Regions from separate parts of the Mus musculus genome. Here regions 2, 3, 4 and 5 are each linked to region 1. The links are chromatin contacts, called in public HiChIP or PLAC-seq and promoter capture Hi-C maps. All regions are on one chromosome and are shown on one strand. Each heading gives the region's core, a stretch centred on a gene start, on an enhancer-like site or on the middle of the called end of the contact. The rest is flanking DNA. Distances are from core to core; before and after follow the strand shown.

Region 1 (4,079 bases), core at 1,008-3,507:
GGAATGTAACGGTTGGAATCTCATGTATATAAAGAGAGAAAAATTGGAATGAGCTGAGTGGCAGGAACTGCTTAAAATTAGTCCCAAACTTGTATTCTGTGGTTCAGACCAAAAGATCTGAGCATTAATCGGTGGTCCTTATACGGAGAGTTATGGGGAAAGGATTGCAGTTTGTAGGATCCATTCACACAGCAGCTGTGTGTAAGGAGTGGATTGACAAACCACAAGAGCTGACTGAGGGGATGATGGTCCACTTTTACAGGATGCTCTGTAAGCTCTTTTTCATGTGAGAGTTTCTATAATGTACTTAACTCGTCTCCTCTTATAGAAATTCTATTTCAACTTAACCCATCAAGAAAGCTTCTAACTTTAATAAGTCTAGGTAGAAAATCATTTCCATTTAGACTAAATTGAAATTGGTTCTCTGAAGAGGTAGCAACGCCCTAAGCACAAAAGTAAAATTACAGTCTATTAGTAGGGAGAAAATCAACGCATTATGAATATGCAAACGTCTGGAAAACAGTTAGACATAAAATACATATTGAATACTAACCAGCCCTCTGTGATGTGCGTGTGGTTTGAATGTGCTCGAGACGGCTCATGCACCGGAACTTTGGTTATCCTGGATGAAACCTAAGAACTGGAATCATGGGAGTCAAAGACAGAATCAGTACAGGTTCAAGTCTGTACGTTAGTCACTTTTCTGTCACCGTGATAAAATACCAGGACGAAGGCAAGTTACAGAAGAAAGAGTCCATCATGGCGAGGAGACACAGCATGAAGTGGCAAGCATGGCGGGAGGAGCTGGAAGCTGAGAGACCACATCTTCACCCTCCAGCACAAACCACCAGAGAGCAAACTGGAAGTTGAGTGGGACTATAAGCAATCACTGTCTACTAGTGACACGCCTCCTTCAGCTAGGCCCCACCTCCCAAAGAAACCCCAAAGCGCAAGGCCAACTCAGAACTGAGTGTTCAAATATCTGAACTTGTAGGAAACAATCTTACCCAAACCACCACCAAGTCCAACCTGACTTTGTTTACTTCAGATGCAGAGTGTGTATTTTTATGCATGAAATAATACTACATTATGCTGGGTCACCTATGGGGCGTCCTAGTAAGAGGCACGTGATGATCTTTCCTCCCACAACTTGTGGTGGTACTCCTAATCATGTGATTATAAGCCTGTTCCCTGAATTTCTGTATCATACCTTTCTTATTTTGTGATTAATGCATTACATGAGAAGTGGGTTATTTTGAGACTACGTGCTACACCTTACCACAGGCTTGTCTTCTGGTTTTAGCATCTTTTCATTGGTTCTCACCTAAATTGATTCACAGAGAATAAAAGTCTTTTTTTTTTTTTTTTTTTTAAGCACACAATTCAGGTACTGGAGAGATGGCTTAGAGGTTAAGAGCACTGGCTATTCCTCCAGTGAGAAACAATGCACCCATTAACTGTCTGTTGTCTTCCACACTTCCCTTATTCCCAACTTCCACCAACCACGAATCCACTCTGTTTCAGTTAAGCAGTTGTAAACCAGCCAGTTGTTGGTGCTGGAAACCAAAGGCCAGTGTTGGTGCTGGAAACCAAAGGCCAGTGTTAGTGCTGGAAACCAAACTCGGGTCTTCTGGAAGTGCACCAAGTGTTGTAAGCTCGCTTGTGCTCTCTCTCTCTCTCTCTCTCTCTCGCCCCTGACTCTATGGACCTGCCTACATAGGGCATTTCACATAAAAGTAGTCGTATGGTGTGTGACTCTGTGTTTTTATTTCATTAATGTGCTTTCAGGGTTTACCTGTTGTCTTGTAGTTTTAAACTAGCGGTGTTTTATTCCTTTTTATATGCTGCAATTATCACTGTGACTCTTGGGAGATGCTGATCTAAATACAAATTTCCGTCTAAACTTATGAAGGTGATATGGTTTTTATCATCCTTTGGCGAGTTGCTTTTAAAGAAAACTGCTCCATTGTCGTTCCTTTTATCAGATGAAAGGGACTATGACGACCGCCTTTCTTAGGGTTTGCGGAATCCTTGCTCGTTTCCACTCTAACAAGGCAGTCTCCGATTTTAAAGAGCTACAACGACCACCTCTCTTGAAGTGTGCACTATCTTCCCTCCTTTCCGATGGACGCACCGAAAGCTCGCCTCTCTTTCCAGCTGTCATCCCACGAGCTCCTCCCTCTCCTTAAGCTCCCCCCCCCCCAGGAGGAGGAAGTGACGCACAGGAAGTGTCCCGATCCCCTTACATTGGAGGAAGGAATCAAACTCCCAAGATGGCGGCGGCGTCTGAGGAGCGGATGGCTGAGGAAGGAGGCGGCGGCCACGGCGACGGCGGCTCCTGTTCGGCTGCCGGCTCCGCTCAGCGACAGCCCCCGGCGCCCCCGTCGCAGGCCCCGCCGCCCGGGTCCCAGGCACCCGCCGCGCCCGCGCTGGCACCGGACCACCTGCCCCAAAACAACACACTGGTGGCGCTGCCCATCGTAGCCATCGAGAACATCCTCAGCTTTATGTCCTACGACGAAATTAGCCAGCTCCGCCTGGTGAGGGCCGAGGCCTGGGGAGGACCGGCGAGGGCGGCGCGTTCCTGGGGAGGGAGCCCCGCCGGCTCGGGACACGGAGCGCGCGCGTCCCCGGCAGCCGGGAAGTGGCGCTGGCGACGGCCGGCGGGGTGCTTGCTGCTGCCGCGCTGGCATCGCGACCGCCGGGCGGGCGAGGCTCCGCTCTGCGCCTCGCCCCGCCCCGAGGGTCTCCTCGCCCCTAGCCCGGGACGCGCCCGCCTGCGAGAAGTAACGGAGCGGGGCTTGGTGCCCTCCGCCCGGCTGGACCGGCGACAGGGACTCCCGAAGGGGCAGGCGCCTGCCTCGACTGCCCGCTCGGGCTCTGGAGTTCACTCCCAAGTGGGCAGAGGATCCCAGCCAGGCTTGGGTTGTGTTGCAAGAATAGTGTGTATTGTCCCTCCAACCCAGGCTTTCTGCTTGAAAAGGATGAAGGGGGTTTGGCTGTCCCCCCCCCACCCCCCCCCGCTCCCCCTTGAGCCCCAGTTGCGGTTCTAAGATTGCAGTTGTGTTGTGCGTTTAAAACCCCAGAGCCTTAGTTGCTCACTAAAGTAGAGCCCTGGGAGATGATGACCTGACTGGCTTTGCCTCCCTGACACTCCTTACTATAGCGAAGCAACTTGTCCCCTTGTCAAGCTATTACCCCCTCCCGCTTGTTTGCTTTTTTTTTTCAAATGTGCTTCAAGCCCACCCTCCTGCAGTCGGAGTGGTTTACTTATTATACCCTAAAAATAACACATTGTCCTAGCCAAAATTTAAAAAGAAAAAAAATTGCCATTGGAATTTTACTACATCCCTGAGGTTTGACCGAAGATTTGATGAATTACTTGGTTCAGGAAGATATCTCACTTCCTACCGGGGTATTTCCCCTTAGGTGGTTAGGAAATTGGAGGAGGTGGACATTTTGAAGTGGTTGTGAGCTGGTTTGATGTAGTCACTTAAATGTGCTCGGGATTGTTGATAAAAGGACAAAGACATCTTTCTGAATGTGCTGTGTGTGGCGGTTACTTATTCATCGCTATGCCATATTTTAGCCCTATTCTTCCATCTCTAAATTGACCAGTATTGTGTTTCAAAGGAAATCATCTTTAAAAACAGCTTGCAGTCATTCATTCAAACTCCGGGGCAGGTTTTGTGTGTGTTTCCCCACACTCTGTGGAATGGAAAATTTCTTCTGTTTAGAGTAGGTATTTCAGAATACAGTTGTCCTAGATTTTCAAAGCATCATCCTAGGATTTCGTGTAGAGTGGTAAATATTTCCTTTATATTTTATAAAGCTTGGTACTTGACCAAAATGTATGCTGTATATACAATTGCGTTTGGCAATTGGGCATAACATTTGATTGAATTCAGCCAGCCAGCCAGACAATGGCTTTGAAAAGCTTGGAATGTTCACAGGTTTTTTGTTGTTGTTGTTAAGTGTTGAGAAAAACGGGGTTTTATTGGTTTGTTGGTCGTTTTTCCTTCTTTTCATTCATTGTTGTTTTGTTTTGTGTGTTACTGTTTGGCCACCAATCTGGAGTT
Region 2 (4,079 bases), core at 618-3,117, 480 kb after region 1:
CTCAGACCATGGCCCTTGAGCTCTGAGAGGCTCAAAGGAGCCAAACTGTGAGGAGAACACAAACTGAGGCCCGGCTCTGCAGTATGAACCAGTCTGAGCCTGATAGCTCTGACCTCAGAACAGCAAGAGCACCCACACTGCAGGGTTTGCAGCGGTGGGGGTGGGGGTGGGGCCCTGGCAGAGTAGCCAAGCTCCACAGACCTCATCCCCACCCCTGCCTCAACTCCCCAGGAGCTCTGTAGACTGGGAGACAGAAGAAAGGTGTGTGTGAGCGAGCCTATATATCTATATATCTGTATCTGTATCTATATAAACCCCAGCCCCATTTCCCATGCTAGCGTGCAGATTCTGGGAGGGAAGGATAGACTCTGCCCTACCCTGTGAGCCTAGCAGGTGTGGGGTTGGGTGCTAGAAGCAGGTGGCCTTTGAATTGTTTGCCTTTCTGTTTAAGGAAAATGTTACGTAACAACTCCTAGGGGAGCCCAAGGTGCCAGAGGGGACAGCCGTATGGAAAGGTGTGAAGGCAGAGGAATTTGTCAGAATGGGCAGCTGGCATCCACTCTGACATCTCTTATCCTAAAATCTCAGCAAAGGAGAGGCAGGCAGAGCAGCAGAGGGAAGAAGTGCAAGGCTCTGAGACAAGGTGTCAGCAAGTCTGACCTTGAGAGTCGGTCAGGAAGGTCAGGAGGGAAAGAGGCCCATATATTGTTAGGTTGCAGGGCCCTATATACTGCTAGGTCACAACCAAGGTTTTAGTCAATACCAGAGCAGGAGGCTTTGGGACCCCCACAGTGATGGGCAATCTCCAGGCTGAGTTTACACTGGGCTGACAGTGGCCTGGGAGACTCACAGGCCACTGTGCGAGGGCCACCGAACAAAGGTCCCTCAGGCTGAACCTTGTCTGCAGAAGTTCAGATCTCAACCTAAACATTCTTGTTTGAGCAAGATGTGAAGGCCAGTGGATCTCTGAGTTCGAGGCCAGCCTGGTCTACAGAGTGAGTTCTAGGACAGCCAGGGCTACGCAGAGAAACCCTGTCCCCAAAAACAATCAATCAAACAAACACACCCAAAAACTGACAAAACAAAAAACAAAAGCAAACAAACAAAAGGAAGGATAAATACTGTCCCCATTAAATTGACAAAAAGCCCAGAGGTGGGTGTCTGGGAAGGATGAATGTTTCCATTGAACCCGGGTGGCTGAAGAACGTTGTCCTAGAGACACTTGTGTGAACTCTATCATGAGTTCCCAGAGCTGGGGCCAACAGTGCCGGGAGTAGGGTCACCCCCCCCCCCATGATGTTTCCAATGCTGATTGTTCCGGGAACAAAGCCCACTTACTGGGGTTCAGAATCATTGCATCAGAGGAAGAGGGTCAGGCTGACCAGTTGTGAACACCCCTGCCTCACTGAGATCTGTGTTCAACTCTGAATTGGCCACTATTTTGGGTTTGAGATCCCAGGGAGTCCAGCCGCAGGCAGGTGTTTAGGGATGGAGTAGGAGAGGGCATTGGGATGGAAAGGGAGAAGTGGGGGCGGGAGAGGGGAGACGAGGGTGCTTGCTCTCTAATACCACAGATGAAGCTCATTCTGGGCTCGTTTTTCAGGGGCTTCTCCTAGGGATAGCAGCTATGGCTCTTCCTGTCCTTCTCTGGGACCCCTGGCTTCATTCAGGTCGGAGTACAGCCCCACTGTGCCACATTTCTCCCACTGCACTATGGCTAGACTCTAGTGGTATCTGGCACAAGGAGAAGGTTCCTGAATGAAAAAGCGCCAGGAGTCTCTGCTTTTCCTTTTCCTCTGCAGAGGGTAGGCACAGGTTGCCCTGTTCCTTTTTCTCTCAGTGGTGTTTGATGTCCTTTGTAGCATCATCCTGCCTGGGAAGGGGCGTTTCCTCAGACGCTCCAGCAGGGTGAGCTACTCCGGGGAGCACGAGCCCCGGTGTCTATCCAAACAAGAATCAGGTTGGCCAGATATTAAGCCAAGGCGCTGGCTACCATCCCTGCCAACCTGAATTTGATCCCTGGGACCCAGATGATGGAAAAAGAGAACTGATTCCTGAGTGTTGTGCTTTGGTCTCCACTTGCCGACTGTGGCCAGCATCCCACCTTTACCCCTACAATAGATACACAAATATATTAAAACAGGAGTCTGGGAGGGTAACAACATGGGAAAGAGTAGGGACTCTTCAGGCCGGGCTGGGACATGCTCACCAGCGCCCGCACACAGTTTCCCGTAGGAATTCCCTCTCATAGCAAGTTGAGGAATGAGGAGTCTCTGTGGACATATTCACTGCCCGTATAACCCTATGCTTGTTCATTAATGCAAACTGTAGAGGTAAGGCTGGCCTCGTATTTATTGTCACTCGCCAGACTCAGCATTATGGCTGGCCTGTCCCAACCCCTGAAACTCCATCTCTTGGCACCATCTGTCTCTGGGCCCTGGGTTAGCCCCTTAGAAGAGTGTGGCTTTAGATTTTCGTATCCTACAATGCTAATTAAGATCAAAGCGACTGTGAAGTTCACCCTGGGGAACCCTGCGGCCTGAAAAGGGCTTTCAGAGGCAGCCTTGGCCTGTTCTGTGGCGCCAGTTTACAGCAGGCTTCCCCGAGCTTCTTAGAGGGCTCGCCCACACCACTCTGCACCCTGGGGAGGTACCATGCCAGGGAATTTTGTTAATGGTTAACAATCTCCAAGGGCGGATCTTCAGGCATCTTTTCTGTGGAAGATCTTTTCCGGCCCTAGCTCCAGCCATGTTCACTGGCTAAGCCAGATGGTTGGCAGGGGCAGGAACTTCGGGAGCTGTAGGGAGGAGGGAGGACCCTTGATGGTCTTGACAATTTTCACCCTACCTGGATGCTCAGGACACTTCTGAGGTGACCATCACAGGGTTGTAGATTGGAGGCTCCACCCCACTGAACTCCAAGGGTTTCTGTCTGCAGTCTGCATATATCCATCCCTACCAGGGACTTTTTTTTTTTTTGCTATCTTGTAAACAGTATGGTCTGGCCAAGTCCTTCAGATGGCAACTCCCATCTCTCCCAGATTGCTGGGTGGATTTTCAAAACCAATCGGTCCATAGATGCAGACAAAGGGGTTAGAATGTGGACAAGAGTCAGGGCTCCCTACTTGCCAACTGCCCTGAGACCCAGAGAAGGGGCAGATAGAACACCCATCATGTCTGTGTCTCTCCCCTTCCATCCCCACAGTGTAACTGACACAACAGTGATGAAGATGTCCTACAGAAACTCTGGAAACCATGGACCTCAAAGATAGGAAGCTCTCCTCCTTGGGAATGTCATGCTGGGAGAGGGGAAAGCGACCAACCCAAGTGGTCACCTTTCATGACAGTATTGAAGTTTACGCAGAGCTGGTGGTGGGCAGGACTATGCCTTACTGATGACTTAGGCAGAACCTTGCCTTCTTTTTAAGCAGGACCCCAAGATGGACATGGGAGAGGGAGTCCATCTTTGTCCTTCTCAACGTGGTCACATCTCTTTTTTTCTACATTTTACTGTGAGTCTGGCTCTTTTAGTTGTCTTATGGAGAGAGGCTAGCTGAACCTGTTTTGTTGGTACACAAGCTGTGAACCCCAAATTGGGTAACACTACTGATGGGTGCTGTTTTTCAGTCAAGGTAAACCCCTGGGGGGAGGGGCTGCTTTGTTTTTGTTTGTTTGTTTTTTCTTCTGTTTTTTTTTGAGACAGGGTTTTTCTGTGTATCCCTGGATGCCCTGCACTCTCTCTCTGTAGACCAGGCTGGCCTCCTGCCTCCGCCTCCCAAGTACTGGCATGTGCTACCACACCCATCTTAAAGCTGCTTATCTTTAAGAATAAGGCACCCTAACTAGAGTTGGGGACATAGCTGTGTTGGTAGAGTCTGTATCTTGCAATCACAGAACCTGGGCTCAGATCATCAGCAGAGAATAAACCAAGTATGATCAGTCACACCTGTAATCTCAACCCTCTGAGGTGGAGGCAGGAGGATTGGAAATCCAAGGTCATTCAAGGTTGGCCTAGACTATGTGAGACCCTGGGGGGGGGGGGTAACCAAGTGTCATTTGTTTTGTTGTTCTTTGTAGTTT
Region 3 (4,079 bases), core at 437-2,936, 450 kb after region 1:
GCTCTGCCTCTAAAGGGTCCTCATGATGAGCCCACCCCGTCCAGTCACCTCACACACACACCCAACACCCCACCCCACCCCACCCCACCCAGTTTACTGCCCTCCTCTTACAGTAGCCAGAGCACTGTATGACCAAAACATCCCTGTCTGCTGAAAGCTTTTTGAGGCTCCGGGAGGCCCAGGTGGAAGTCTGAGTTCCTCACTTGCCCATCATCCTGGGGCCAGCAGCTGGAGGAGACAGAGACCATAAGATGCCTGAACAATGTGTTCCCTCCTCACCTCCGCCCCTTCCTCCGCTGCTATGATCCTGACTTGCTCAGGTCTCAGCTGAATCCCTTTGATCTCAAGAATGTAGATCCAGATTTGTTCTGAGGGGTCCTCGTGGCTCTTTCTGGACAGTGAGATGAAATGGGACATGTTTTGGAAACGTTCAGCAAAGACTTTTTCCTCCAACATAAGAGGAAGATCAATGTGGAAAAGCGCTTTGCCCAAACCTCACTCAGTCTTCAGTTCTCTTTCTTGATGACATGTATTTAATTCTCAGAGCCACTGCATCCACTTTGCAACAGGAGAGGAAAGTTAGACTGAGCCAGCAGACTTGACGCTTGACTTTACCAGACCTGCTTGCAACCACCTTCCTCCTCGGCACTTAAAACCAAAGTACCATTGTTTAGGCCATGCCTAGGCAAAGGGTTCCTGTAGGAATCCCTAAAGAGAGAGTGGGAAGCAGGAAAAAGTGAAGATTTTATAGAGGCACCTGTGATTAGAGGTGCAGCGCATTCCCGGAAGTGCTCCCGAAGGGCGTGGGGCAACTGAGAAAGGGCCAGTCCCTTGTGGTGAGACTTGGGGCCAAGTTCTGTTCTCTCACAGCCACTTTGACATGGCACTTCAGCCCCAGGGACACACCCAGAATAACACTTGCCCAAATGATCAGGACACGCCACAATCCAGTCAATTTGACTCTCAAAATTGACCATCATAGGTATGTGATCTTCCCCCGAGCTTCCAAGGACCTTGGGAGCTCCTTTTTTTTTTTTTTTTTTTTTTTTTAGATTTATTTATTATATGTAAGTACACTGTAGCTGTCTTCAGAGGGCGTCAGATCTTGTTACAGATGGTTGTAAGCCACCATGTGGTTGCTGGGATTTGAACTTCAGACCTTCGGAAGAGCAGCCGGGTGCTCTTACCCACTGAGCCATCTCACCAGCCCCTTGGGAGCTCCTTTGAAAGACGTTTTTTTCAGTACCTACAGCTGGATTAAATGCTGAGCCTTCCTCCCGGGAGAGGAGGGAGCTACAATGTGACCATTTTCTTCTGCCTCCTTCTGACCAGAATGAGCCTTGTCCCCATCTCATCTCTGGAGGAAAGCAGAGATCCTGTTTGCTCAGCACCCCAGGAAGTCATTCCCACCTTCCACATCAGTTCTGGCTTTTCGGTGCCTGGTGAGCTGCACTGAGAGCAGATGTTGGGTCTGGGCCTGCGATTAGGCCAGGCTAGCTTGAAAGTCAAGACACAATGCCAGGATAGACCTAGGCAGGCATCAAAAGTGATGGGGGAGAAACCAGTGTTCCTCTGCTTGTCCCTCTCATTGTCTCTAAGAGTGTCACCCAGCTGGCCGGGGCTATCCAAGCTGCAGTGCTCGGGCGCCTCCCAGCGGTAGCTCTAGGCAGCGCGTCTCCTGGCTGTTAGGCAGCGCCCTCTGCTGGCTAATGTCTGTTCCTTCTCTTCTCACACTTGGGCACAGCGCACAGCCATGCATGTTGATGGGTGGACACGGGCTCCAAACCCGAGGATTTGCTAAGGAAAAAATGAGACTTTAAAGCTGGAGAAAGTATGCAGAGACTATGAAGGAAGACTCCATACACTGTTGTCGCTGTGGTGAGGGGAGCCCCGGAGTGTCCAGATTCTAGATGGGCCCTACAGGCCGGCCAACTTCTACAGTCAGATGTTTTACTGGTCAAGATTATGCTGGAAATGTGAAGTGCGTGCTGTGAGCGAAGCGGCAGGTAGGGTCAAAGCAGGAGCCCTTTCTTTGTACATGCCTGCAGTTTGGGGTAGAAGAGAGGTCTCAGGGCTAGGAGCATGGCTAGCCATTGAGCACGGGGAGAGGAACACCGGAGATAGAAAGCAGGAAGATACCCTGGGAGGTAGAAACAGACATCTGAGAGCCGAAGACAGCCAAGGGCAGATCCTGAGCATTAGTGAGCCACAAAAATGAAGACCAGGGAGACAGAGCAGTGTGTTGAAGGCACTGCAGAACTGAAGTGTGGATCTGCCATCCTCTATACCCATGGTAGCCATCAGGGGAACCAATCAGAATGGAGGCTTCAGTCACTAGCTGAGTAGGTGTTTTTGTTTCTTCCTAGCATGTTCCACGTAGTGGAATATGCTGAACTGCAGGAGTCAGCCTACAGCATTCACACAGAGCTTTACCCAAAAGTCTAGGCTCACCAAAGGAAGCCAGAGGACCAAGCATTCATTATCTTTGCACCTGGACAGGTGTCTCCCCTCTGATAGGCCCATGGTGGGACTGGGCCTAGAGACCATCTCATAGCCCACTGCTTAAGGCCTTTGGGTCCACCAGCTAGCAATGGCCTAACACGGTGGGCTCTGAGGGCGAAGGCCATCTCCATGTCCTCTAGACTGGCTCTCCCAGTAACAGGGGAGGACTGAGGGGCCCTGTATCCCCAGTTGACAAGGTGGCTCATGTGTAGTCTCAGCTCTTGTGGCTCATGGCTACAGATGGCTTGAGTGGAGGCATCTGTGCTTAGGAGTTACGTGCAACTTGGGTGGACTCCCAGGCAAAGCTCACAGTGAAAGTGAGCTGGCAGAAGAGCCACTGACTTCCCTAGGTGCCAATGTCAGCCCTGGGCCTCTAGCTCTCTGCCTTGGGTCCAACATGTCACTTACCCAAGAGCTCTCAGTCCCTTCTGACACTGTCCCTCTTCGCTCACTCTCCTGGACACTAGAGAAATTCAGCAGCAAACAGTGGCCTCAGACTTAGGACAGGGCTGCAGCAGGAGGCAGGAGACATTTGTCCTACTTCCTCTGGCTCTGGGGTCCACCTTGCCACTTAGTGGCAGGACAGATGTGATGGTGACATTTTTGCCCTCCAAGCACCCTGCTTGCTCAGGGTTAACCTGGACATGCATCACCTCCCTGTCAGCCTACTATGGGCCTGAGTGGAGTCCACACAACAGTGCGCTCTGCTCTGGCCTTGTCTTTGTTTTGAGGCCAGGACACAATGGACAGTCTGCCAAAAAAAAAAAAAAAAACCAAGCTGGGTATATACATTTCCGCTCATAGAGTGTGTCCCTAGCATGTTAGAAACTCTGAGTTTGATCCCAAACCTCAAGAAGACAGGACATGGTGGAACACACCTTTAATCCTAGCACTCGGGAAGTGGAGGCAGGAAGATCAGAAGTTCAAGGTCACCCAAGGGCATTCAGCAAAGCCTCTCTGCTCCTGTGCCCAGAGTTCCTGATGCCCAGCCTGGGTCTTGAGAATGGCATATCAAAGTATCCTCCACCTCCGCTAAGTAAACTTCTTCCTAGCCTGCCAGATAATCTTTTGCTGGAGCTAGGATCCTCTCTTTGATCTTAGGAGGCCTGGGTATCTAGTGATCTGCTGTGTGCTGATTGCTGGGCTCAGGGAGAGAAATAGTCTTCTACTTATTGTTTGCTTTGCTGTTTTTGTTGTTGTTATTTTGATGTTGTTGTTGTTTTGGTTTGGTTTGGGGTTTTTTTTGTTTGTTTGCTTGTTTGTTTTGTTTTTGTTTTTGTTTTTGAGACAGGGGTTCACTGTGTAGCCTTAGCTCCCTGGACTGGAACTCACTCTGTGCCCCAGGCTATCTTCAAACTCATAGCCACCTGCCTCTGCCTCCCGAGTGCTGGAATTACAGGTGTACACCACCACATCTGCTCCTTCTTTTATTTAGAGTATGTGTGTGAGAGGGAAGGGGAGATGGAGAGAGAATGAGACCATCTGAGGTCAAAAAAGGGCATCAGCATTACAAGCTACTCAGTGTGGGTACTGAGAGCAGAACTCTGGTCCTCTGCAAGAACAGCAAGTGTTCTTAA
Region 4 (4,079 bases), core at 608-3,107, 420 kb after region 1:
GAATTGATTTGAAGGATGGGCTTTTTCCTTTTGTTTTTATAGCTGCCTTAGACGGGTGAAAGTTCTTTTTCCAGTATTTTACTGTTGTTTTCTGTTTGTGGGTTTTGTTGTGGGTTTGTGGGTTTCATGTAACTCTTCGTCTTACCAGAGCCCAGCTGGATGGTTGGTCCAGAAAAGGTTCCAGTTCTAAGCTTTTCTGAACGATCATCAATACAACAGTCTACTTTATGGAGTACTATACATTTTAAAGAGCTTTTATTGTGTTATCTTCTTTAATATTAGCTAAATGCTGTTGAACATGTATAAAGAAAGATAACTGCTTTTTAGATAATTTCCTCAAATACCAGAGAACCATATATTAAGAATCTTTAGAATTGCCTGCCTGTCCACCTAGAAGTAGTTGGAGGAGGTTTCAGGGTTAGTAAGATAAATGTTTATTGTAATATGAATAATAATAATAGGGTAAATTATATCCTACACTGGAGACTGCTTAAACTCAAGAGCTAAGCAGTGGTGCTGACGTGTTCGTGGGAGTTAAAGATGCCAAACTAAAGTTTTAGGGTAATTTTTCCAGTATGTATTGTATCAGAAAAGGCAGATTTCAGAGTCATGGTGACATGGTACTGATTTGCTTGAATTTTAAAGTTGTATGTGTATGTTATTATAAGGCAAAAGCCTACACATATGTACCAAATAACTATAGTTACTTATGGATATAAAATGTATAGTTTATTTCTTACTTAACTCGGTTTATTTTCAATTCAGTAAATGTTTATTTAGCTGTGGCTATGATCATTGTGTTTTCTGAAATAACTTGTGCAGCTAAAATGTTTCATTTTTAAGAAAAGGAGATTACTCAGGGTGTGGTGGCGCACGCCTTTAATCCCAGCACTTGGGAGGCAGAGGCAGGCAGATTTCTGAGTTTGAGGCCAGCCTGGTCTACAGAGTGAGTTCCAGAACAGCCAGGGCTACACAGAGAAACCCTGTCTCGAAAAAAAGAAAAAGAAAGAAAGAAGGGCTGGAGAGATGGCTCAGTGGTTAAGAGCACTGACTGGCTCTTCCGAAGGTCCTGAGTTCAAATCCCAGCAACCACATGGTGGCTCACAACCATCTGTAATGAGATCTGATGCCCTCTTCTGGGGTGTCTGAAGACAGCTACAGTGTACTTACATATAATAAATAAATAAATAAATAAATAAATAAATAAATAAATAAATCTTTTAAAAAAAAAAAAGAAAGAAAGAAAGAAAAGGAGATTATACTTCACTTTATAATTATTTCATCATCTGATTAATATAATGACTTGGCCATCAAAGTGGTAGGTTTATTTGCAACTCTATTCTCATAAATTGTGTTGATTGAACCCATGTTAAGAGCTTACTAGTCCCATTGGAATAAAATACAATTTTTTTATATCCTGACTATACAGATTTTATATATCTGTAAGGAAGCTTTCCTAAGTGGGGAAGTAGTGACAGCGTGTTCTGCGTCTGTCTGAATCAGACGTGAGGTGAACATCCACTCACTGTAGTGATGTATAGCCATAAGTGCATATTTTTATTCGTCCAATGTTTAATTTCAGGCAACTGCAAGAACAGCAGCGACAGAAGGAACTGGAGAGGGAAAGAATGGAGAGGGAAAGGTTGGAGAGAGAACGACTAGAACGAGAGAGGCTAGAGAGGGAGCGCCTGGAACAAGAGCAGCTGGAGCGGCAGCGGCAGGAAAGGGAGCACGTGGAGCGGCTGGAGAGGGAGAGGCTGGAGCGCCTGGAGCGAGAGAGGCAGGAGCGGGAGCGAGAGCGCCTGGAGCAGCTGGAGCGGGAGCAAGTGGAGTGGGAGCGAGAGCGCAGAATGTCCAATGCTGGTAAGGAGTCTGCAGACGCGCATGCGCGACACGCGCACCTCCTACAGCCGAGATGGGCCAAGGCTCCTGCAGCTGTCAGTGGCGATACTTCCCATGTGCGGTGCTTGGGAATAAGCAGTACAGTTTGTAGTTAGGATAAATGCTCAACAAATATTGCTTCAGTGTTCCTTTTATTGCTTAGAAACTAAAAGGAAGCCCTTGGGAATTTTTAGTCTGTCGTTTTAATTTTTCTTAACGCCCTAAAATTCAGCTATAAAGTGTGAATGTTTTTATGCAAAAAAAAATTTATAATGATCTTGGAAGATATTTCCCTTGTGCCATTGCTTAAAATTATCACATACTGTATGTATTATGCTACGTACAACAAGAAGTTAGCTTGGTTATAGTTAGATTTCTGAAGGAAAAATTAAAATAGATTAAAAATATTCTCAAAAATAACCGGTTATTTAAACATTTTCTGGTATGATGAAGAAAATCACAGTCTGATGGAATTTATAGTGTCATAGAGGATTATGATATAGTATAAACATTTAAGATGGTTAATATTTATCAAAGAATTTTAATCTTGAGCTATATGAGAGGCCAATGCCGGTTCAGTATTGGTTAATTTATTGTTCTTAACTGCATAATTGTCTGGAGTTATGGCTAAGAAGGTAGAGATGTCCAAAAATAAGACACTGAGTTGGGCATTCCTTTCCCATCGTAGTAAACATTTCGCCAGGTTTGAAACCACAACTCGGTTTATTCTGCTGTTTATAATAATTTTGATGCAGTTTTTAGTGGACTAAGTAATAAACATTAAGACTGTTACTATCCTTGTAGAGGATAAATTATTAATCCACATATTTAAAAGAACTTATTTCATCCTCTTTTGGGTTTCGAAATGTGCTTACAAGTTAAGTTTTCTCCAGTGGAGACAGTTATTTGCCTAATCCCCTGGTGCTAACTGTCATCCACGTTTGTGCGTTTTGTCTGATGCTGGTCTCGGGCTTCACTGGCTCCCTTTTTCTCTCTCCTTTTTTATCCTGTCTTTGCCGCTGCTTTCCACCTTATGTCCAGCTCCATCTTCAGACAGCTCCCTGTCTAGTGCTCCACTTCCTGAGTATTCCAGTTGCCAGCCGCCTTCGGCACCTCCTCCATCATATGCTAAAGTCATCTCAGCTCCGGTGTCAGACGCCACTCCTGATTACGCTGTAGTGACTGCTTTGCCACCTACTTCCACACCCCCTACACCACCACTGAGACACGCAGCGACACGTTTTGCAACATCTCTAGGTTCAGCCTTCCACCCTGTTCTTCCCCATTACGCTACAGTTCCTCGTCCTCTCAACAAAAACTCTCGACCTTCTTCTCCTGTGAACACACCCTCTTCTCAGCCTCCAGCTGCGAAGTCCTGTGCCTGGCCTACTTCCAATTTCTCGCCCCTCCCTCCATCTCCTCCAATAATGATTAGCAGCCCCCCTGGCAAAGCTACTGGCCCACGGCCTGTCCTTCCCGTTTGTGTCTCCTCTCCTGTGCCCCAAATGCCTCCGTCACCAACAGCACCCAATGGGTCGCTAGACTCTGTAACATACCCAGTGTCTCCACCGCCTACCTCAGGGCCAGCAGCGCCACCTCCGCCGCCACCGCCACCGCCACCGCCGCCGCCACCACCACCGCCGCTGCCACCGCCGCCGCTGCCTCCCCTCGCCTCACTCTCACACTGTGGATCACAGGCTTCTCCTCCTCCAGGCACCCCTCTTGCCTCAACTCCCTCATCCAAGCCCAGTGTTCTCCCTTCTCCCTCTGCAGCTGCCCCTGCCTCTGCGGAGACCCCTCTAAATCCTGAGCTGGGAGACTCCTCTGCTTCCGAGCCAGGCTTGCAGGCAGCCTCTCAGCCGGCCGAGTCGCCAACCCCACAGGGTAAGGCTTCACTTCTGCTGCTGACTACTGGTCATTCTGAGGAGTGCAGAGCAACTTTGCCTGCCTAGAAGAGTGGCTGGGTCCTATGGATTTCATGATTGAGCGTCTCTATGCCAAAGTGCTATTTGGGGTTGTATTATTATTATTATCATTATCATTATCATTATCATTATTATTATTATTATTATTATTATTATTATTTAGAACATTAAAATGAAGGATTTTGTTTTTTTAAATCCTGGGCCTTAGTTGGAATTTAGTATGGGAGATGTCCATATTAAACTTAGGTTTTAGATCGTTTGCAGTAAGTACTG
Region 5 (4,079 bases), core at 596-3,095, 320 kb after region 1:
AGTCATTACAGCAGTATCTCCACCTCTTCTGGTGGTGGTAAGGCTTTTATCTGAAACCTAAGCTCTGTTGTACTTACTATATTGGTATGAATGAACTAAGGAGAGCTGGGGTGACTTCTGGCTGAATGTGTCTTAATTCTTTCCCCAAGAAGATTCAATAGGCATTAGTGCTTTTTTTCCTCTTTCTAGACATTAGTTAACTTGTTGAATACTTGAGGTGCAAGCATTTTATACAGATGCCCTTTATACAAAGGCAGTGCACCTCAGAGCTGAGATGTTTTTCTAATCACGGCTATTGTACTAATAACACACGAGGTTGTTTGAGATGTATATTTCTGTCTCTTCTCGTAATATGGGCAACAAGGACATTTGGCTGACAGGGCTGTTTTCTCTTCAGTCCTTGGAGATCCTTGAATAAAATGCTCTGTGATGGCAAGCTGTAATTAGCTATGTGGGTGGAAATTAGTGTTCTTCAAGTACACCATGTTTAGAGCAGAGGCACCGTGCTTTTTACTACCCGAGGCCACCCTGGTCCTGTGCCACAGCTCTAGGTCACTGCTTCTTGCAGGGCTTCCTTCCAAAAAGCAAACCGCCTTTGTTGAGCTCTGAAACCAGGAGGCTTTTCATAGTTAAAACAGGTTAAACTGTTCTCCAGACAATTCAGGCATTGACCAAGGATGGATAGGATACGTTAGCTTGTCATTTGAAAGTGCCCAGAATGCCAGCTTTCATAAGTATCTTTAGAACCGCAGCTCATTTTATATGGAACATCAAACTTTTGAATGGATTCCTGCAGTATTGCTAGGTCCTCCATTTTGGATGTAATAGAAATCGGGTAGCTGCAAAAACCCTTTCTAACCTAGTCTAGGCATCTGTATACTGCGCACGAAAGCGGGCTCTCAGTTTTTAAAAAATTTTATTAGATCATTGGATTTGCTGTTTTTCATTCTACACCCCCCGCCCCAAATTCGGGCTTCTCAGAGGCCTCCTGCACCATCTGACTAAACCATTCGCTGCGTTAGTATTTTCTATCTACCTTCTCAAGGAGGTGAGCTCCAGACTAGGTGAAAGACAGAGCATTTAAAATTATCCTCAGTTTCCATCCCTCCCCGCCCCCGGCCGGGATTCCCTTTCAGCTGGTGACGACAGAAAGGGTTCCACGGGCTGCGTCTCTCGCGGCTGCACAGGGTTCCGCGTGCCTCGGGCCACCGCGTTTCCCGACACCGATGCGTTAGCTGTGTGTGTGTGTGTGTGCGCGTTTATGCGCGCGTGTGTTTGTGCAGTCATCCCAGTACTGTGCGCGCGTCGGCCGGATCCCCAGGTCCAGCACGCTCGGGGGTCCTCGGGAATCCGGGGGACGACGATGGCCACGTTTTGCGTGTTCGGAACTCTCCTACATCCCGCCTACATCCCACGGGTGGGGGTGGGTGGGAGGGAATCACATCGCGGCGGGGACGCGCAGAGGGGGATGCCGGCCCGCGCGCCCTGGTCCTCTCCGCGATCGCGCCCGGCTCGTCACGCCCCCCCCAACCCCCCCACCGCGGTTCGCTCCTCACCTCAGCCTCCGGGCTGCGGGAAGGCCGCGGCAGGAGAGCGCGGTCAAGGGCAGAGCGGGCGCCGAGCCCCCCTCCGACCGCGGGGGGCGCGGAGCCGGGTGGGCGGCAACAAAGGGCCGTGGCCGCACCGCCGCCTCGCCTCGGCCGCCGCCCCGCAGCCCCCTCGTGCGCAACGCCCCTCGCCCCGGGAGGGAGGGGGAGGGGAGCGGGCGAAGCGGGAGCGGCGGGGGCGGCGGGAGGAGGGCGGCGCCTGCGTGCTCCTCCGCCGCCCCGCCCCCGGCGCCCCGCGGCGAGCCCGGCTCTCCTCCCGCGGCTGCAGCAGCTGCCGGTTCCTCACGGCCTCGGCGGCGGCGGTGACGGCGGCGCGCTCGGAGCGGCCTCTGGAGCGGCGGGCGGGCGGACGGACGGACGGACGGACGGGCGCGCGGCCCCGGCGGCTCCCGTCTGAAGCGGCGGACGAGGCTCGGCGGGGAGGAGGCGGCGACGCAGGCGGAGGAGGCGGCGGCCGCCGGGGACCCGCTCGGCGCCTCGGCCCCGTGCCCCGTCCCCAGCCCGTGGTCGCTCGCGCTCGGCGGGCCGGCGCCTCGCCTCTGCGCGCGGAGATGGTGTAGCCCGGCCGCCGGAGCCGGAGCCGCCTCTGCTCGCGCGTCCCCGCGGCGTCCGCCTCCCCGCCTGAGAAGAGACCCTCCGCTCGGCGGCTCCCGCGCCGGGGAAGCCTCGGCGCCGCCGGCACCATGAGGTGAGGGGCGCGCGGGCCGCCAGCCATTGTGCCGCGGCGCCGCGACCGCTCTGCGCGGACCCGCCTGCCCCGGCCCGCGGCGCCGGCTCGGCTCTCCCGGCTCTTTCTCGCTCCCTTTTGTCCCTTCGGGTTTCTCCGGTCCAGCTGCCCTGCCCAGCCGCTCTGATTTGGGGGAGGGGGCTCCTCCCGGTGTCCCCCTCCGATGCTCTTCTTTTACCCAGGATTTCCCTTCCTCAATTCAATATGCCAGCTCCCTCCCTCCCTCCCCCAGCCTGGGTTAACGAAACCCAGGAGATGGGGAGGGGCTCGGTAGTCGTAGCGTGCTCGTTGCCGAGAAACAGGTATTTTCCGTACATCTGTAAAAATTCTCTGCACTTTTAGTACAAAGCTCTAGTGTTTAATTAAAAGGGGGGTGGGGAGGAAAGTTTGGAAGGTTTGAAATCTCTGCGGGGAATAAAGTGCCTCTGGTAGGGGTAAAGCGGAGGAGCGGGGAAAGGTGAACATTTCTCGATGGTGGGGGAAGGGAGAGCATTTACTAGGTTTCCTCTGGCGGGGGACAGTGTGAGGCTGGGATAAGTTGGTTGAGGTTTGTAAGCCCGGGCGGGGGAGGGTTTTGTTTGGAAAGCCCTTCTCTCCGGTTCGTAGCAGCCTGTGTTGCATTGCAGCAGAAGCGGCCGCGTTTCCCTTCCTCTGTAATCAATACAATTATTTATTTATTTTTCAGCCCCAAAGGAAAGTCTTGGATGTACCGTGGTGAAATGCTTTTTGATTGATACGGTGAAACATATGGTGTGATGTTTTTTAATTTTTGTCTCTCCAGTTGTGTAGGAGAATAAACCATGATGTGGTGTGTCACTCATTGGCGACCACCCACCCCAAGCCTTTCCTAAGGTTGTTTTGTGTCCATAACCTCCCGCTTTTGGATTGGTGCAAGACTTAGTGAGAAATAGGACCTCGTAGACTGAAGGCTGATGCATTTTGCGTACTCATCCTTAAAGGCCTCCCTTTTAGGTTAAACAATTGTGGATGAAGTAAATTCCTCCGTTTCTTCCTCCCTCCCGAGATAGTCTTTCAGTTCATTTGGATTTGAATCTCCTTTGTGTTAAAGATTAATGGCCGACGGTTGCCAAGACCTTTATAATGTAATGAAATGAGATTTGAATAATATCTTCAAATTCCTTCTCTTTGGCCTGAAAATCTTGTCATTGGAATTTCCCCCCTTATTTCTGTTTGAAACTTTAGCTTTTATATCCCCCTCCTCAAAAAAAAAAAAAAAAATCAGGGTTGAACACAGACCCGTTACAATTTTAAGTATATTTTTGTGCTGTGTTTACTTAAGCTTACTATGAATTTTTCTGATTCTGGGTGACAGATCTTTATGTTAGTGTTAGATTTTTGCCAAGTGACCCCTTTTCCTGGGTGATTTCATACAACTTATTTCAAATGTTTAAAAAGTAATTAATGGCATAGAAATCAAGATTAATCTTTGTAAAATGCAAGTTGAGAAACCTGTTATATTTTTGTGCATTTTTGCTAAGCTACTGGTGGCCTTGAAAATTCAGGAACTGTTAAAAAACATGACTGTTCTGTCAGGTAATATTACATACTGTTGATTGTACTTTAGTGACATAATGCTATATAGGTCTTGCCCAACAAGTTAGTAGTTAGTAGTTTTTTGGTTTTTTTTTTTCAGACTTGCAATAATTTTCTTAAAACATTAAAAGGACAAAATAAAGCAGGGTATTTTAACATTTGATCAAAGCTATTTGAAAGCTTGTGAACAA

Evidence for each region. Promoter capture Hi-C pulls out the DNA fragments that hold promoters and counts their contacts. HiChIP or PLAC-seq counts read pairs in DNA pulled down with a chosen protein or histone mark. Capture Hi-C pulls out chosen DNA fragments and counts their contacts.
Region 2: a contact with region 1 is called in an H3K4me3 HiChIP or PLAC-seq map of the 230-238 cell line, with 6 times the contacts expected there. The contact joins the enhancer-like site here to the promoter of Fbxo28 in region 1. A contact is called at or near these places in 2 of 39 promoter capture datasets (the C10 cell line and hippocampal neurons), 1 of 484 Hi-C or Micro-C datasets (double positive thymocytes), 6 of 115 datasets of contacts at active chromatin or transcription factors (the 230-238 cell line, double positive thymocytes, embryonic stem cells and 2 more) and 3 of 9 other capture datasets (adipose tissue, embryonic stem cells and liver).
Region 3: a promoter capture Hi-C map of neural stem cells shows a contact between it and region 1. The contact joins the enhancer-like site here to the promoter of Fbxo28 in region 1. A contact is called at or near these places in 21 of 39 promoter capture datasets (the 3T3-L1 cell line, 3T3-L1-derived adipocytes, the C10 cell line and 15 more), 1 of 15 datasets of contacts at CTCF or cohesin (embryonic stem cells), 9 of 484 Hi-C or Micro-C datasets (B cells, the Ba/F3 cell line, Sertoli cells and 5 more), 13 of 115 datasets of contacts at active chromatin or transcription factors (the 230-238 cell line, the SCID.adh cell line, embryonic basal ganglia and 8 more) and 2 of 9 other capture datasets (adipose tissue and embryonic stem cells).
Region 4: a contact with region 1 is called in a promoter capture Hi-C map of hippocampal neurons, with 3 times the contacts expected there. The contact joins the enhancer-like site here to the promoter of Fbxo28 in region 1. A contact is called at or near these places in 9 of 39 promoter capture datasets (the 3T3-L1 cell line, the C10 cell line, frontonasal cranial neural crest and 5 more), 3 of 115 datasets of contacts at active chromatin or transcription factors (the SCID.adh cell line, bone marrow-derived macrophages and pro-B cells) and 1 of 9 other capture datasets (embryonic stem cells).
Region 5: a promoter capture Hi-C map of adipose tissue shows a contact between it and region 1. The contact joins the promoter of Enah here to the promoter of Fbxo28 in region 1. A contact is called at or near these places in 7 of 39 promoter capture datasets (the 3T3-L1 cell line, 3T3-L1-derived adipocytes, embryonic stem cells and 4 more), 3 of 484 Hi-C or Micro-C datasets (cortical neurons, embryonic stem cells and peritoneal macrophages), 1 of 115 datasets of contacts at active chromatin or transcription factors (embryonic stem cells) and 1 of 9 other capture datasets (adipose tissue).

Annotation. Positions count from the first base shown.
Region 1 is chr1:182,339,784-182,343,862 of GRCm38.p6, reverse strand. Fbxo28 (F-box protein 28) reads left to right here and starts at 2,257. Exons shown (of 5, transcript NM_175127.2): 1 at 2,257-2,540. The coding sequence starts at 2,274.
Region 2 is chr1:181,861,444-181,865,522 of GRCm38.p6, reverse strand. No RefSeq gene overlaps it. Among named protein-coding and RNA genes, the nearest start is that of Gm33669, 15 kb to the left of the region's middle. Within about 2 kb of position 1,867, at least 41 of the 459 cell types and tissues checked have an H3K27ac peak or open chromatin away from gene starts, as enhancers often do. A contact at or near this core is called in the 230-238 cell line and double positive thymocytes, where this site is marked.
Region 3 is chr1:181,886,583-181,890,661 of GRCm38.p6, reverse strand. It overlaps Gm33669 (a long non-coding RNA gene), which reads right to left. Exons shown (of 4, transcript XR_865801.2): 4 at 3,951-4,079. Among named protein-coding and RNA genes, the nearest start is that of Gm33669, 10 kb to the right of the region's middle. Within about 2 kb of position 1,686, at least 44 of the 459 cell types and tissues checked have an H3K27ac peak or open chromatin away from gene starts, as enhancers often do. A contact at or near this core is called in the Ba/F3 cell line, neural stem cells, regulatory T cells and 1 more, where this site is marked.
Region 4 is chr1:181,921,344-181,925,422 of GRCm38.p6, reverse strand. It overlaps Enah (ENAH actin regulator), which reads left to right. Exons shown (of 15, transcript NM_010135.3): 6 at 1,583-1,863; 7 at 2,923-3,765. Among named protein-coding and RNA genes, the nearest start is that of Gm33669, 45 kb to the right of the region's middle. Within about 2 kb of position 1,857, at least 83 of the 459 cell types and tissues checked have an H3K27ac peak or open chromatin away from gene starts, as enhancers often do. A contact at or near this core is called in bone marrow-derived macrophages, hematopoietic stem and progenitor cells and hippocampal neurons, where this site is marked.
Region 5 is chr1:182,017,746-182,021,824 of GRCm38.p6, reverse strand. Enah (ENAH actin regulator) reads left to right here and starts at 1,845. Exons shown (of 15, transcript NM_010135.3): 1 at 1,845-2,295. The coding sequence starts at 2,291.